Regions from separate parts of the Mus musculus genome. Here region 2 is linked to region 1. Evidence: chromatin contacts called from public Hi-C data. All regions are on one chromosome and are shown on one strand. The core of a region is the stretch at or near the end of the contact, and the rest is flanking DNA. Distances in the headings are between cores, read along the strand shown.

Region 1 (3,271 bases), core at 310-2,809:
TATTACATACACATGTGTATGTGCACAAACACACACACACACACACACACACACACACTCATATATGCACATTGATGGTTAATCTTCATTGTCAACCTGTTGGGATTTAACATCACCATGAAAACGCACCTCTGGGGTGTGTCTGAAGTTGTTTCTAAAAAGATTTAACAGGGCAGGGAACACTCTGAATGCTGGCTGCACCATCCTATGGGTTGAGGTCTGAATAAAATAGAGAGAGTGAATAGAAGACCAACATTTGTGTCTTTTTCCTCCTGCAAATGATCAGCTGCCTCCTTCTCTGATGGACCTTCCTGCCCTGATGACCTGTCCTCTTAAACAACAAGCCAAGATAAGCCGTTCTTTATGTTGCCTTTGTCAAGCATTTTGTTACAACAAGACATGGGTGCGGGTGACCGTGAATGTTTTCTCCCTTCCTTTTCATTACTATATTTGTTCAACCTACCAATGCTCTCTAACTCCATCACAATGTGGCAGACACTGGATTCAAGAGTGCAAAGGCAATGAGATGCTTGGGCTTTGGACAGGATTTGTAAGCTCCTAGCCGACTTACCTCCCTGTAGGATAACATCTACGCGCTCTGGACAAAAATGAAAAGCCAAAGCAAAAGGGAAATACCAGTCCTAAAGAAACCAGAGTACTATAGCATTAATCAAAATCTCTTCCTCCTCCTTTTCCTCCTCTTCTTCCTTTTCCTCCTCCTCCTCCTTCACACCCTCTGTGCTACAGATTGAACCCAGAGATGTATATATGCTAGACAACCATTCAGTACCCCTGAGCTACACTACTGCTCTGAGGGAGGGTATTTAAAGAAAAAAGAGTAAATGAGGTAGCCTTGGCAAATCTCAAGAACACTTAAAGCCCTCTTTACCTGTCACTTCATTCTTCTAAAAGATTGGTCAAAGTGAAAATCATAGAGAGTTATCTACGTGTGGTTTCAACATCATCAAGATGTAAAGCATATAGTTGACACCCTTTCACCCACCTTGTGATGGAAGGCCCAGACCTGTTCATGGCCATGGCCTTCCGATTAGTGTTCTAGGTTGAATGTCTTACAGGGGTGAGCCCATCCTGCAGTCCACACATTTTCCTGTTTGACTTTTTTAAGTGGAATGAGATGCTGAAAACATACCCATGGGCTTGCTCAAAGGTAGTCCACAGCGTTTGAGCTCTGTTCATTTTCTCAAGTCTTTCCAATGTATCCAGTCTATGTTTCATGGGAATGCTATTCTCTTCGTGATTTGGCTTAGCCTATGTAATGCTCATGTCTCCATTAAGTGCATCATGGTCGTTAGTGCAGCCGAAGCAAGGGATTCTTGGCGAGCCTGTAGCATTTGAACCCTGAAGAGAGCTACTGGCTGTCTAAAGAAGTCCTTGTGCTGTGAGTCAGTGAATGTGCAGAGGGAACAGGACACCTCTGTCAGTCAATGTGAAGAAGAAGAAATAGTACGATTTACATGGCTGCTGCGGCGGAGCCCACAATGACTCTTAGTGTTGTCTCGCCCAGAACAACTACCCTAATGTCATGAACTAATTTCTAGATAGGGAACAAAAAATGTCCATAGGAGAGACATCGTGAAGTCATCAGATCTACCAGAATACCACAGACACTCCACCTGAATTGATTTTTATCGAATTCTGTGAAGAATGCGTCATTTCTAGGTCATGTGTCCTGGTCAACTTCCTCCTTCAGCGGCCTCTCTGTCAATCATATCTCTGCTCTAGGGCCCTTATTTCTTGTTTTGGGAGAATAACATGGGGTTGCTATTGTAACTGCATGGTGACTTCAGGAAATTCAGTAAGCATCAGATAGGCTGAGTTAAGCACTTTCTAAAAACCAGTTTGGAAAAGTCACTTAAATTAGATTAAATATTTTACTGAAGAGCCAGACTGGAAAGCATACATCAATAGCCTTCAACATCATCCTCCCACTAAGAACACTTCTGTAGTGGATCCCCTTCCTTAATACCAGCCCTATTTGATTATTTAAATTTAACTATGGAAACCTCTTGGGGTTCTACTCGGACATTCTTCTCTTTTTGATCCATGTTCTTAAGAAGCTTGGTTGAGAACCCCTTGGGGGTTGGTAGCCTAACTTAAAACTCAGATGGACCCACTTGGTAGCACAAGACAGAAAGGAAGAGGAAAAGAGTATTTTTCAGATTCAATCATTCAAATATTGATGATAAATGAAATAAAATTTACAACAAAAGTAAATTCTAAGTAATAAGATGAAGGTATAAAGATTATTTACTTATATGTAGGTTTGGGGCGAGCTTCTAAATTTTTTTTTTTTTGGCTAATCAAGTGAAAAGTGAATAAAAAGAGAAGACTTTTACATTGCCAACATTGATTGGTCTGCCTTTGGATGTCATGTTGTGCTCTTCTGATCTTCACTGCTGTGATTTGCATTGTAGATTTAAATAATGATTAATTATATCTCTTTCCTAGCATCTGGTTGGAGTTATCGGCAAAGATTTGTTGTATACTTACCATGTACCATTGCTGATCACATGTCTCAGAATGATTGTAACCATTTTTGTAACCGTTACATCATTCAAGGAAAAACCAACAGTTTTGCAATATCCTCTTGAGTGCCCCAGGATTTTATAGTAAATTTCTGTTTGATCTCTCACATAGAAGCATAACTTGCGGTTGTAGTAGAGTTGCCTCATAAGAGAGGTCAGCGTTTTGACAGTCTCACATTACCCAATACTTGGACCATTATTTCCCCATGAAAGTTATGCTTACCATCTTTAATTTGTTAGTTATCTCTGGACTTTATCAACACAAGACATAAGACCTACTTGAACCTTCTTGACCTTCCTTCTTGAAAGAGTCTTCTGCCAGGCATGGTGACTCACATCTTTAATCCCAGCACTAGGAAGGCAGAAACAGGCAGATCTTTGTGAGTTCAGGGCTAGTCTGCTCTATATAGTGAGCTCCAAGACACTGTCTCGGGGGGCGGGGGAAAGAGCCCCATCCTTTATTTTCTTTAATTCAGATTCTCTTGGTTTTGTTGCTGTTTAATAATATCACTGGGGTATATTTTATATACTACAAAAGTTACTCATTTCAAGTGTCTAATTAAATACCCTTTAGTGAATTTACCAAGTGATATAACCATCATTATAATCTGTTTAGGACATTTTCATCCTCCCACTAAGAACACTTCTGTAGTGGATCCCCTTCCTTAACACCAGCCCTATTTGATTATTTAAATTTAACTATTGAAACCTCTTGGGGTTCTACT
Region 2 (3,271 bases), core at 511-3,010, 120 kb before region 1:
TCTTCTAATATCCAAGGCAAACTTGCAGTTGTAAGCCTCTGTAAAATAGAAAGGGAAGTTACATATTTCAAATGTACGATGTCATAGAGTAAGCATTCACATTCCAGGATGGGGGCGCAGCAAGGAAACGACTGGACTGAAACCCAGCAGAGCAAGCAACAAACCTTGCAGGTACATATCTAGCATCTAGGGCTTGCAGGGTAACCCTCTGAGCTCCAATGGGCTTGGTTAGCTGCATTCCTATGGCCCTGCTATCTACAGGACAGGTGGGCTCTCTCTTGGGCTTATTCTACACAGTGTGTCTCCTTGGGAGACATCTCACATCCGTGACATCTCCAACATTCTAGGGTTCCCACAGACATGTAGACTTCACCCACTCAGCTCCATGCAATGGCCTTTCTGTAAGGCATCTAAGCCTGTTGCATATTGCCTGACCTCACTTTTTCTTCTGGAACTTCAATAATGCTCAAATATCTAGGAGATTAGCAAGATACAGCTGGATTTTATGATAGATTGGAACAGAAACGGCTTCTAATCCAATTCCCTAGAAGATTCCTGTTCCCCCTGAGACCTCGTGGCTATCTGAGACCTCATGGGCACAATCATGACCATCTGAGACATCACGAACATAGTATTTATCATCTGAGACCTACCTCATGGGAATAGTCTTGACCATCTGAGACATCACGAACACAGTATTTACAGAATTCTAGGGCTTTCCACATTCCTTCTGCAAACTTTTTCTGAAGACCTGTGAGTCACAGTGTCAAGTGGATCACAGCCACCGCCTCAGTTCTTGGTATCACTTTTCTATGTTAGTTACTTTTATGCTACTTAGGCCAAAATACCCGTCAGAGCAACTTCAGAAAAGAAGGGTTTATTGTGGCTCCCAGACTCAGAGGACATCAACTCACCATGTTGGAGAAACAATGGTGTGTGTGTGTGTGTGTGTGTGTGTGTGTGTGTGTGTGTGTGTGTGTGAATGCTTCACATCATAGTGAATCAGGAAGCAGAGAGCCCTGGGCAGAAGCCAAAGTGTAGTTCACCTTCATAGCTGGTTCTCTGTGACACACTTCCTCTGTGTAGAACATAGTCCCACAGGTTTCTCTGCCTCTACAAGCAACATTGCAACCTGGAGACCATGTCTTCAAACGCAGGAACTTGTGGGGAGCAGTTTCCATCCAAATGACAAGGGCATCAATCCTGGAAAACATCTGCCTGCTGCCTCTGCATCTGCCCTCAGTCCAGCAGCTTATCCACAGCTTGTCCACAAAGCATATCCCTAGCTTTTAAAAATGACATCGGCTTCTGTTGTCAGATCACACCAAGCAAGTTACATCACATTTACTTGGGACATAAGCCAGCTTCCAAAACAACTAAGTTGAGTGATTATACACTGATGAGCAGAGAACGCAGGATGTGCAGCCTCTGAGCTCCGTACTGAGTAATTCTCTAGGGAGTCAGAGACGTCTTTGCTTTGTGATGATAGAGAACTATTTGTCTCTGGGAACCTTGAATAAATGCACATTGTCCAGGGATAATTAACATCCCAATGACTGCTGCTATATGCTGGCCTGTTGTGGGCTCTGCACACACCATTCCCACCCTTCCTATTTCATAACTGGAGAACTGAGGCCCAGCAGGTGCTTTCCCTTGCAAAAGACTTTTAATGGCAAAGCCAGGTTTTCAACCAGGACCAGTGAATCCAGAGCCTGTATTTTATCTCAACTGTGGTGAGTCACTTGAGTCTTAGTCACATTTCCTGGTAGCTAAAAGAGTAGACGCTATCCCGGAGTTGGTTGTTAGTTTCCAAATATACTGAATAATAACATTTTACTCCCTAAATTTGGCCATCCTGAAGCTTTAAATAATATTTTTCTATTTTGAAATACTGTGAAGGAATATAAAAATGTTGCGGCGTCCTCTGAGGTTCAGAACCTCAAATTTACATTTGGAATGAGAAAGATGCTGTGACCTATAGAAAGAGAATTTTTATAATTCCTAAATTAGTACCCACAAAAGAATTTGCTAAAACTATGTGTTGGTTGGTTCCTTAAACTTACCCAGTGCTGTCCGCCTGCCCAATGGCAGCTCCCCATCTGCCTCCCTGAACATTAGACAGACCTTTGCCTTCACAGCCTAAGTAGGAAAATGAAAGGGTGCATATTCCAGATATCTAAAACATTCCAATAATTCTTATTTTCAGAAGGAAACAGCAACATATGGTGGTATAGAGTACCGGCCTGGAAACCTGTGGCATGCTTCAGTCCAGGTGTTCATGTCTCAACTCCAGGCTTTGGTTTCCTACGTTTAAGTGTTTCAAAGACATTGTCTCTTCTTCCTTTCACTCCAGAAAGATGGCAGAACTGTCGAGATCCTGTGCAGCGAGTGATCTACATCTCCTCAGATTAAACCTTGGCATATATGCAAATTAGCTTTATTCTGCAATGGAGGAAGGAGTAAAACACTGGGCACGGTTACTTAGTATCTGAGGAACGTGATTAGGAATCACATTCCAGAGGAGGCCAGGTCATCAATAAAGTACGTGCAGGGCTGATTCACTAAGGGAATTGACTATTTTCCCAAAAGATTTGGATTCACTTTCCAGCACCAGTATGGTGGCTCACAACCATCAGTATTTCCAGTTCCAGGGGAATCTTACGCCCTCTTCAGGCCTCAGCAGGCACTGCATGCATGTAGCACACAGACATACATGCGGGCAAAACACTCATACACATACAATAAAAAAATGAATTAAAGTACTTTTCTCTAAAAGCACACACTAGGACGTCTATTAACTGCTGTAGGGGATAGTATGCAACATGGTCCCTTAGTGACATTGGTGTTGAACATCATTATCTAGAAGGGCACAATAGACCCTGCTGGTAGCTTCAGACCTGGTAAAGTCAAAGCTGAAGCTCTACTCTGAGCTGTTTGGTCCTGTGCTTGCCTCTTGGTTCACAAGGAGTTCTGTCCCCGTGACATGTGAGTAACACTATTCACTTGGCCAGTCCGAATGCCGGGAAAAGCTTTCCAGTGGGTCTTGTAGTCACGATGGCTCAGGAGGCTTAGGGACAAGGAATGGGCTTTTCCAACCCTACAAGAACAGACTGTATGGCTGGTTTTATGCCTACCTGATAATAAATGCTTATACTTGAAGATGCTGGTCTAAGAATGCTTCCTTTGTGCCATACCTCCCTAGTAGGTGGTAGGAGGTGTTTTGGAAGAGGCTGGAGACGAGGGATTCATGGCTTTTATCCACTCCATTGGT

Evidence for each region. Hi-C and Micro-C count contacts between places; a contact is called where the count stands out from the background.
Region 2: a contact with region 1 is called in a Hi-C map of female germline stem cells, with 6 times the contacts expected there. The contact joins two enhancer-like sites. A contact is called at or near these places in 5 of 484 Hi-C or Micro-C datasets (the G1E-ER4 cell line, embryonic stem cells, female germline stem cells and 2 more), 1 of 115 datasets of contacts at active chromatin or transcription factors (fetal liver) and 1 of 9 other capture datasets (embryonic stem cells).

The regions. Positions count from the first base shown.
Region 1 is chr5:75,381,754-75,385,024 of GRCm38.p6, reverse strand. No RefSeq gene overlaps it. Among named protein-coding and RNA genes, the nearest start is that of Gm24502, 180 kb to the left of the region's middle. Within about 2 kb of position 1,559, at least 17 of the 459 cell types and tissues checked have an H3K27ac peak or open chromatin away from gene starts, as enhancers often do. A contact at or near this core is called in female germline stem cells, where this site is marked.
Region 2 is chr5:75,499,315-75,502,585 of GRCm38.p6, reverse strand. No RefSeq gene overlaps it. Among named protein-coding and RNA genes, the nearest start is that of Gm24502, 60 kb to the left of the region's middle. Within about 2 kb of position 1,760, at least 11 of the 459 cell types and tissues checked have an H3K27ac peak or open chromatin away from gene starts, as enhancers often do. A contact at or near this core is called in female germline stem cells, where this site is marked.